Regions from separate parts of the Oryctolagus cuniculus genome. Here region 1 is linked to region 2. A link is a contact called in public Micro-C data. All regions are on one chromosome and are shown on one strand. The core of a region is the stretch at or near the end of the contact, and the rest is flanking DNA. Distances in the headings are between cores, read along the strand shown. Region 1 overlaps TTC7B (tetratricopeptide repeat domain 7B). Region 2 holds the start of CALM1 (calmodulin 1).

What was found. Hi-C and Micro-C count contacts between places; a contact is called where the count stands out from the background.
Region 1: a contact with region 2 is called in a Micro-C map of ear pinna, with 2.6 times the contacts expected there. The contact joins the enhancer-like site here to the promoter of CALM1 in region 2. A contact is called at or near these places in 2 of 6 Hi-C or Micro-C datasets (ear pinna and an unstated tissue).

The regions. Positions count from the first base shown.
Region 1 is chr20:36,121,417-36,126,473 of mOryCun1.1, reverse strand. It overlaps TTC7B (tetratricopeptide repeat domain 7B), which reads left to right. Exons shown (of 22, transcript XM_070065535.1): 19 at 1-75. Among named protein-coding and RNA genes, the nearest start is that of CALM1, 150 kb to the right of the region's middle. Within about 2 kb of position 2,338, at least 3 of the 8 cell types and tissues checked have an H3K27ac peak or open chromatin away from gene starts, as enhancers often do. A contact at or near this core is called in ear pinna, where this site is marked.
Region 2 is chr20:35,971,717-35,977,122 of mOryCun1.1, reverse strand. It overlaps CALM1 (calmodulin 1), which reads right to left and starts at 3,270. Exons shown (of 6, transcript XM_051826152.2): 1 at 3,051-3,270; 2 at 739-769. The coding sequence starts at 3,053.

The sequences.
Region 1 (5,057 bases), core at 1,089-3,588, 150 kb before region 2:
AACCCGACACCTTTGTGTGGCCCCCTGCAGCTCATGCAGTCAGTGACTCTGGTCCCCGCCGGGAGCCCTCTCTCTGTAAACATGGTTTTTCCTTTTTTGTTCGACCTGCTTCATGCCTGATGTTTTGTTTGCTGATAATCTTCCTAACTGATAAGCTGGACTGGAAACTCCAACAAACTCCTTAGAGAGAAAACCTTGCAAACTGGAAAACACCGAAGCTGTTTGGGGCAGAGGGAAACCTGAGAGTCCCCGCCCCCTGCTGGGAGCAGCGCCACCAGGGGCTTCTCTGCTTCCCTGGAGTTGATGTAAACACATAGAAGTTAATCCCATTGACATTTAGAAATCACAATGTCACCCTAAACATTTCTAGGTTTCCATTTAGACGTTCATTCAAAAATTGATTTTAATTTAGAAATTAATCTATGTCAACCAGCCTATAGTAGTCCAGGCTGTAATCTGGAGATAAGGACTGTGTGTCTTTTACATGTGTAGTTGGCAAACTTTACTGTGCATCTAAAGCACTTGAGAAGTTCTGGAAGTCACCGCTGCCCAACCCATAATCCCACTGGCCTGGGTGGAGCCCCGGGGTCGGGATTTGCACCCTGACCCCCGTGATCCCAGCGCCCCTGGGTCTTGGGTCGCGTTCTGTGACAGAGTGCTTGCACTGTTTTCCATTTGCAAGGAAGGGAGTTGTAGAGCTTGTGTTATGAAACAGTGTGGGGAAATTGGACAGCATTTTAGTCTAATCTTGCTTTTAAATAATACGGAAATTTTGAAAGTCTGCTTTAGCGAGCTCTAGGACCTGTCAATTAAAAAAAAAAAAAGATCCCTGTATTAAAATGCAAGCCTGGTTGGTAAGTCCTTAAATGGGACCTAAATGAGCCTCACCGGGCAAGTCCATCCTGATTCCCTTTCCCTCATTTATTTAATGTTCAATTTGCTGCCAGCACTGCCGGAAAATCTGCCCTCTGTGATTTGTAAGGGCTCGTCTTGTTCCAATGCTCAGTTACGTGCCACACAGAAGCTCCTAGGGGGAAGGGAGCTACAGGGAGCTCCTTCCTCCCAGGTGCTCATCCTCAGGTGGCAGCCGCTGCCCTGAACACACCCACAAAGTGGGCGGAAGTGGGGCTGTCACTCAAACAAACCATACCAAGAAACATACCAACCCCGCCTCTCCGCTTGTTACAGGATCCAAACGCTGCTTTGAAGGCAACCCCCAGCTTCACACAGTGTCCTTTTTAGTTTGCTTCTTAAAAATAGGCCTGTTCCCTTAATGCAGTGCCCAGGGGCTATTGGCAGCTTTGTTTTTTACAGAACAATTGATTTTTCCATTGACTTCTGCTGCGCTCATTGTATTCCAACGGCCTCTTACAGTTGTGGCGTGGCACTGGGTCTTTTCTGTTGCTTCCTGGCGGGCCCTGTGTTCCTTCAAACCTCTGAAGATGGGAGTCCCGGCTCTCCCAGTGAGGCACTGGGGATTGGTTGCTTTAGTAAGTGGGTGTGGCCAGGAGCGCCCGTGGGCCATCTGCCGGATGCAGCCCGTGCATCCCAAGCAGAGCTGACTGCTTAATTTAGGAAGCTGTGATTCACCTGCCTCCCCTCGGTGAGTGCCTAACCAGTAACCAGGTATCTTCAAGAAGCCCGAGCACCCAAGAATCCCTTCTCTTTTGCTATAGATTGCACAGTAGTTGGAGAGGGAGCAGACATCTGACAAACACAGAATTTCCTGGTTTAAATTGCAGCGAATTTGAACCCCAGACCTTCCACCAAGACAAGCAGATCTCCAAGGCCTGCTGCCCCGGCCCTCCCAACTGCTGGGATCCTGATGAGGGTTAACGTGTGGAAGGATCTGAAACCTGCCGGCTGGATTATTTTTTCCCTTCCCTTTGGAATTTCCTGCTCTGGGAACAAAACACGTTACACAGATTGGCTGGCTCCTGTGTGCTGGGTGAATGCTGGCGTGTGGAGGGGAATGCCCAGTCGGCCTTCCTTTGGTTTAGGAAAAAAAAAAAAAGAAAGAAAACCATTGTTAGTGGGAAAATGTCGGTCATTCTTGAAGTGAAGCCTGAGTCCTGACAGCCAGACTTAACAGTTGGAAGGTTATTAGAACTCTGTTTGCTTTCCTTAGCCTTGACTTTGATTTCCCAAATGTTTTGTTTCTCGGTTTTAATTTTTGGTTTGATTTGTTGTTCCAAGGCAGCTCACCAGAAGCATACTTTCATGGTTTTCCCTCCCTCTTTTCAGTTAGTAAGTAGCTTGCCGACTCGTTCACCCTTCCGAGCTCCCCAGAAGCACACTGCCCTCCACCGTGGAATGTGCACTGTGGTTGTTGAGTGTTGGGGATGCTGAGATGGTGTGGACGTCCCGCTGCCGCCTGCCTGCCCACTCCCGCCCGCTCCGCCTCCTGGGGCCCGGCTTTCCTGAGATTCCAATGCATTCTGCCACAGCTGGGGTTCCATTGCCGAGGAGGGAGGCAGTACTGGTCCAGGGAGGACTACAGCAAAGGCAGTGTACCGCCCACCCAAAGAGGGGAACTGAGGGGAGGGCTGCCACCCTCGGAAACTCTAGGCAGAGGGAACCCACTGCCTCTTGCCATCCCTATCCAGGGCAGCCATGACCAATGCACACAAGAGCAGTCGTAGCCATCAGTTTTCCTGGAACAAGCTAAGTAGGCCTCATAAAACTTAAAACTGCATCTGCCAAGATTTCAAGGAGACTGCACATTCCCTTGCAGGTAGGAGCCGTGCTTTGCATGGTGGTTTGAAGCCATTGGTAAATTGTCACATTTCCCAAAGACTAGCTCTTGGACCGCCGATTCTTCTTGTCTGATATTTTGGGGCAGTAGTCGTCTCCCGCCTAGAGGTTCACAGTGCTCATAACACATTAGGGGCACCAAGAAGCCCTGAGATGGAAAGAATCCAAGACTCTGTTTGACCTAATGTTTCCAAGCTAATTCCATTGCTCCTCTCCCCACTCCACCATGACTGCGTTTTGGGAAATGCTGATAATGTACATGGGAATCCAGTGCACACTTGAACCATCTGAACCTTCTGCTTGTGGTCTCAAGAGCTGGTTCCCCTGCTCAGACTAGATGTGCCTTTATTTCTGGCTCAAAAACATCCCTTAATGGAAGAGATCTGTTCAGTATTAGCGTCTCACTCAGATTCTTCATAAAGAAAGATTTCACTGCCAAGTTCCTTTCACTGTCATCAAAAACACTTGCTTTTTGGAAAGATGGGCTCCTTGGAAATCTTCAAGCAGCCCTTGCTGGTTAAAGGGAGACCTGATAGGTTTATGTGAGGGACTTCAGTACTTTCCGAAGAAACAGCTGCATCACTCTGAAAGGCCAGGACCCGGAGCCCAGGGCCAGTCCTGGAGGGGCCCAGGCACCTCCTTTAAACTCCTGGGACTTTAGTTCCCGTGTCTGTCAAATTGCAGGTTTGACTACAGTTCCGTGAACACACACCTGCAGGAACTGAGCCTGACCTTCGGCGCCATCAGGTGCCTTCTCCCTGAGTGGCAGCCAGGATGGAAAGCAGGGACGTTGGTGAGCAGGCCTTGAACCAGTCACTTATTTGAAAGGCAAAGCGACAGAGAGACAGGGAGAGACAGAAAGACATCTTCCATCTGTGGGTTCATCCCCAGCATGGCTAAAACAGTCAGGGCCGAGCCAGGCCAAAGACAGGAGCCTGGAACTCCATCCGGGTCCCCAACGTGGGTGGCAGGGGCCCAAGGACTTGGGCCATCTTCTGCTGCTTTCCCAGACCATAGCAGGGAGCTGGATCAGAAGTGGAGCAGCCAGAACTTGAACAGCTGCTCCGATATGGGATGTCAGCATCGCAGGCGGCAATTTCACCTCCTGCACCACAGTGCCAGCCCCAGTAGCCCCATTCTGGAGTGCTCCCACAGTTGTCATTTTAGAGAGAAATGTGTGTTGATGTTTTATTCTCCTCTGCAAGCACACGCTAAAACCAAGATTGCAACTAGGTTTTTGGCTCAGTTTTTCCCATCGCTGATTCTGGTAAAAGTGCTGCTCCCTTCGGCAATCAATCACCAGGAGAAGAGAATGAACAGATCAGTGAAAGACACACCTCTCAAGTGAGCGCAGATTTAGAGGCCAGTTCAAGACAGGGGTGTTTTTCTTTCCATGTGGTTAGCACTTTATTACTGACTGTATTTTCTAATGTCCAGGAAGTGACTAGTCAGGTAGCATATTTCACCCCCTGCTCCTGCTAAGTAGAATCAAGTGGTTTAAAAAAAAAAATCCATGTACATGTGAAAACATTACTCACCATGTTTGAGGGCTGGCAGTTTTTAAATTTCAGCCCTAATATATATAACCTTTTTAAACATAACCTTTTCTTGCTATTTCAATCCAATTTAAATTAATATAGTTCTCCTTAATTAGTTCTGTGGTGCCTTTGTTTAAATAAGATTGAATGGAATTATAGGAGATTGACAAGTCAACCATCAGTAGCACTCAGCCTCTCATGGATGTTGTGGCGTGTGTGTCTGGAATTAGAATTCCATCATCCCCGTGGCACGGCACTCAAAGCCTCGTGACCGTGTAGGGAGAGGAGGGTTTAGGTAGAGACGGAGCATCTGCCCCGTGTAGTCCTCCAGAAGGTACTATCTCCAGCTTCGACAGCTGGTGTCTCCCCCCACGCTTGTGCACGGCTTCCTCCCACGCTTCCGTGTGTGTGACCACCTGCCGGCAGCATGCGTGCTGGCCCCTGCATGGCTTCTGGGGACGACGTGGCTCCGTCCCTCCTGCCTCCATGGGATCCCTCCCTATAGCTTTCCCTGGGAACAGTTCTCCCCTCCATCCAGGAGATGACCCGTCCTGGGAGGTTTCAGCTGTGATGGGCATTCTGTTCAAGTCATTTGGGAGTGGGATCTCGTCCATTGCCCTGGGGAGTGTGTACTTAGAATTGTGAGTGAGAAGAACCCACAGCAGGAGACACCACTATCAGTGGGACTGGGTGGAAGGCAGCGGGGGCCAAGCCACCATCAGACACGCCACCGAGAGGGGCATGGGCGCTGTCACAGAAGTGGAA
Region 2 (5,406 bases), core at 2,021-4,520:
TGACCAGCAACCACATACTGAAGCAGACACCACAGGGTCCTGTCAGCCACGCCAAGTAAGGCAACGGCTGCTCCTGGAAACCATGTCCATGAAGCTACAAGACCCTCAGGTTTTTCAACACTAAGCTTGAATGGGCTTCCAATCCGCCACGAGAAGACCCGCTGGCATGTTTCCTGTTAAATTTCTGTAGCCCCAAGAACCCTGGTTTCACAGCACCACGACAAGGTTCCTGGAAACGTGGTGCGTTTCCCACACAGCCAGCTTGCGCTCTCCACACCACCTCCACTGCATCCCAGAAGCACCCCCACCTCACGACAAGTCCTCCGGGAAGATTAAAGAGCTAAAACCTGAACGGATGCAACTCCCCTCCAGTAATTCCAGGGATGCTCCCTCTTGTCTCGGGACAGCAAGCCCCAAAAGCTGTCGAGTGGCCTCAGAGCTGTGCACGTCTGAGAGCTGCAGGCTCAGGGCGATCTCATTACAGGAAAAGCTCTGCGTGTCGTGACACACGCGACGACTCCCGAGTGGGGTAGGCAGGAACATCCCCATTCCATTTCCCTCACTTTAGCTCCACTCTACTATCAAAGAGTAATGCTGACCGAAATGTTCCTGCCGTTTCCATTTAAATCAATTCTTAAAAAACGGCTCAGATGTCGATGGGAGGGGACAGGACTCCCCAGAACTGAGCCGGTGCCCTGTTCTGGCTTTCCTGGGGACTCCCCAGAGACGCCAACTCACCAGCAATCTGTTCTTCGGTCAGTTGATCAGCCTAGAGAAAGAAAAGGTTATCATTAAATCCATGACAGCCAGAAGCAATCGGTACCACCTTCCCAGGAGTTTTAATATTGTGTTGAAATCCCTGGTTTGAGACCATCAATGCTCTCAGCAATGACAGCCATTAAAGGAAGCGCTCTGTGCCGCTTCGACAACAAGGATGGAAAGTGACAACATCTGCTCTCCACTGGGTCCAACGCCTAGCGCACACTCCGGGCTTCCCTGGGGACGAGGATCAGCGCACAACGTGAAAAGGGCGCCTCTAGCGGCGGCCGGCGGCAGTGCACAGCGGGCCCCGAGAAGGACGAGCGCCACCTACCGCGCCACCAGCTGCCATCCAAGGGGGACCCAGCCCAGCCCAGCCCAGCCCAGCGCACGGCCACTGCGGCCACTGCTGCCGGCTGGCGCGGGACCCTGTCCAGCTGCTGGAGTACCCTGCGCAGTGCTCCGGGCCTTCGGAAACCTCCAAACTGGAAGGTTGTTACGTAATGGCATTGGGTTGGATTAAAAGGCTTTTCTACCCCATTTTATGAGAAATAATTAAATGGGGGGAAAAAACCAACAACGCAGAAATGGGCTACCCCACCGACTTCATGTCCACGTAATGCATGCTTTCCAATCGTTTAAACACGCAGCTATTTGTTAAAAGCCTACTGCTCGCAACGGCTAATGCCCTTGCACAAATTACCCCGCGACTCAGAAGCCAGAAAAAGACTGGAACCACCTCAGCGGCACCGTGCGAATCAGGTGCACGGGGAAGCGCTCGAGCGCCCGGCCGCAGTGCGCACGGCCGGCATCCCCGCCCGAAGAAGGCAGGAGAGCCGCTCCCGAGCGCACCCGCCACGCGCGGGGCCGCGAATCTCTGCTCCAACAGAACCCGGGCCTGCGGGTCCGCGGCAGAGCACAGCCAGCGCGTCTGCATGGACATACATATTTTAATACAGGATGCCTCGCGAAGCCAGTTACCAAGTCAGCCCTGAACACGGCTGAGGCGTTGGGTTTATCCTCGCAAACGCAAACTTTCCCGGCTCCCGGATACCCGCTCGGGGGTGGGGCGGCGTGCGGGGGGCGGCTGGTTTATTTTATTTTTTTGCGAATTGCAAGCAGGTCTTCCTCTTTCCCCGATCTCTCAAGCCTGAATCTCCTTTCAGATCGCATGTAGACGGCGCGCTGGTTTATGTAACGTCAGGGCACCGCCTAGCTCGCAGCACCCTGTCACCTCGCCGGCCTCGGGGTGGACGCGTCCGGAACCCGGCCTGCCACGCCGGACAACGCTGCCCGCCCAGGGACCCAGGGCGCCCTGCAACACACGCCCCGCGGGGCGCACGGCCGCCTGTGGCCGTGCAGGGGCCGCGCAGACGTGCAGACCCCGCTCCCCGCCCCGCACCTCCCACCCGCGTCTGCTCCCCGGCCCGCCCGCCCCCGCCGCCTCCCGCAGCAGAAACTTTGCGTCTCTCCTGGAAACCGAGCCGCGCGCCAGCTCCCGCCTCCCCCGCCCGCCCCAATTAGCGCGCGCGCCCCGCGCCTCCCGCGGGAAGGGGCCCCGCACGCCCGGGCCGCGGCTGCCCCGCGCAGGGGGCCGCACGAGCGCCAGCTGCCCCGCAGGCCCCGCCCGGGCGCAAGGGGCCGGCCTGCGGCTTCCGCCCCTCGCCCCGCGCCTTCCTGCCCCCACCCCACCCTTCCCCGGCTCCTTCCTTCCCAGCCCACGCCCGCGCCGCGCGCCCCGGCAGGACGCAGGGCACCGCCAGGGGAGGACGCCCCCCGGCAGGACGCAGGGCACCGCCGCCGGAGGAGGACGCCCCCCGCCCCGCGCGCCCCGGCCCATTCATTCTCCGCCGCCGCCCTCGCGCCCGGGGCGGGGCGGGAGGGGCAGCACCGGGGGGCGTCCGGCGTCCGGCCCCGCCCGGCTCCCCCGCCCCCGGGGCCCGGGCGCAGTGCTGCAGGCAGCCCGGGTGCGGCGCGCTGGGTGCAGTGGGTGCGGGGCTGCGGGGGGGATGCGGAAGGCCCCGAGGCAGCGGTGCCCGCAGCCACGGCCCGCACGCAGCTCCCCGCCAAGTTCAAGGGGGGGGGTGGGGACCCGTTTAATGAGGACCCCCGGCGGAGGACGCCAAGACGCAAACGCGAAACGCATCGTCTCCTCACCGCAGCTGCTGCGTAACGCCCGGAAAGGAGGTGTGGGGGGAGGGACCCAACCAAGGGGGCAAAAGACCAAAACTGAACATGCGGGGAGACCTCGGGCAGCCGCTACGCCGGCCGGGTGCCACCGCCGACCTTACCATGGCGCGGGCGAAGGGAGCGCGATCGGAGGGAGCGAGGCTGGCTGCACCCGCGCAGGGGCTGTGACGGCGAGGGGGCCTCCCGCTGCTGCTGCCGCCGCCGCCGCCGCTGAGGAGCCGAGTGCGCTCCGCGCTGTGCCGCCGCCGCCGCCTGCGCCGCCGCCCGACTGCGAGTAACGGCGCCGCGTCCACGAGCCTCCCAGCGCCACTGCCGGAGCGCGAGCCGGCGCCCCGCCGTATATATATAAGGCACGCCGTATCCCTCCGCCGCGGCGGGGCCCGCCTGGCGCACGGCGGCGCTGCGGCGGCCGGGCCTCGCGCGCCGGCCCCGCCCCCAGGCCCGCCCGGCCTCCCGCCGCCCCCTGCGCGCGCTCCGCGGCGGGCCCAGCCCGCGCCCGGGCCCGGGAAGGCGGCGGGGGGCGGGGGCGCGGGGTCCTGAGGGGACTCGCCTCCGCGGCAGGACCACCCCGAGCCCCTCACACGGCCGGACCTGGAGGAGGTGGCGGCTCCGGGAGTCGGAAGCCGTGCGCCCCGCGGCCCCTGCCCCACCCTTCCTGTGCGACCCCTCCCACCTCAGCATGGCCAGCGTCCCCGAGGGTCGCCCCTCTGTCTGGGCTCCTCAGGGTCCGCTTCCAGTTCGGGGAGGTCCGGGGGCTGGCTGCGGTGCGGGCGGCTGCGGGGGGTGGGGGCAGAGGAAGGGTCCGCACACCCTCAGCTGCCGAGCGGAGAGGGGTCTGTCGGGGGGCATTGGCGCCGGTCCTCGTGGGAGAAATTGGTCGGCGTTTCGCTTTTCAGGTTTTTGAGAAATAGCTGAGGAAGATGGTCATTTACGCTCGATTGGTAAATCTGCGTCGTGCGCATATGCTTAGCAAATTGTGGGTTTTTTTTTTTTAACGTTTCCACCGGATTTTTAGAGGATGTCGGGGGTATCTCTCCCCTACCGTCTGGTCCTCATTTTCCTCTGGAAAATACCACTCGTCCAGGCTCCGGTCTTACTAAAGTGAATGTACCTGTGCGGCTACTGTGAGGCCTTACCACTCATGCTTTAAATTCTTCACACTTTTCCTGGTGGGAGAGGGATCCGAATCTTTTTATTCATAAATCCATAGACCGAAAAAAGAATACTTAGGACGCCCCTAGATTACAGCCGGACCGCAGGCCGATTTGTGGAACTAGACTTGAGTATTAACCTGCAGTCTCGATGCTACTGCTTTTAAAAGAATCATCTTCGTTAAAATCAGTTTGCTGGGGCCATTTTTCTGGAAACCAGACGAAGGGCACTCCAGTCGTGAAGTCGAAGCCCAGGGCTCCTGGAAACCTGGGCGACATGCTGCCGGTTCTCCTGCCAAGGCAGACCACAGAATTTGATCTTTGTTTACAGGGCCCGGGCAACCGCAGCGGGTTATCGGTTCCCTTCCAGAGAGCGTGGCAGAGGGCTTCGCTTCGCCGTGTTTGCCTCTGGCCCTGACAAACTCCGCAGAAAGAAGTTGTTAGAGGACGGGCCGTGTCCGGCTCCTGGGCTGGGCTCAGGCCGCTCAGCATCTGTGGCGCTGCAGGCCGCGAGCCTGGGACACCTCGGCAGGTGTCAAAGGTCCTACCCCGCCGCCACCCCCGGTGATACCCCTGTGCTCACCAGAGAAAACCCTAGTGCGAATCAACAGCACGTATTGATGAGAGAACTGGAAGCGAGGAAATAGATGGCGAGAAAATAGGAAGGCGAGGACTACCCCATAATCCAGTGAGCTGTGAGTCTAGATGGCCAGAATCATTAAACTACTTTGTTTACAAGGGAATTTGTATTCCATCTATTGGATTTTTCATGTAGTTGTTAAATACATTTTTAAAACGTGATATGCATTTCTAAATTCAGAAAATCAAACGAGTTTAATTTTTAAGGATGGGCTAGTTTCTAGTAGTCTTCCATTCCTTATAATTATTTTGGTTAAGTTACTGCAATTTATGATTTTGTTAAAAAAATTTTTTTTGAAAGATTAAGATCTTCCTTCTGCTGGTTCACTCCCAAATGCCTGCAATAGCAAGAGCCTGGCCAGGCTGAAGCCGGAAGCCAGGAGCTCAATCCAGGTCGCCTTCATGGGTAGCATGGACCCAACTACTTGAGCCATCACTGTTGCCTCCCAGCGTGTGCGTTAGCTGGAAGCTGGCATTGGAAGTAGAGCAGGTCTCGGACGCATACGCTCTGCTATGGGATGTAGGGGTCCCATGTGGTGTCTTAACCACCGTGCTAAATGCCTGCCCCATACATTCTATAATTTTGAAAGTCAGGCATTCTCTAAAAAATAAATTATTTGTCTGTCACTTAACATTATTTCACCCAAGTAAAGTACTTGGAAACTTT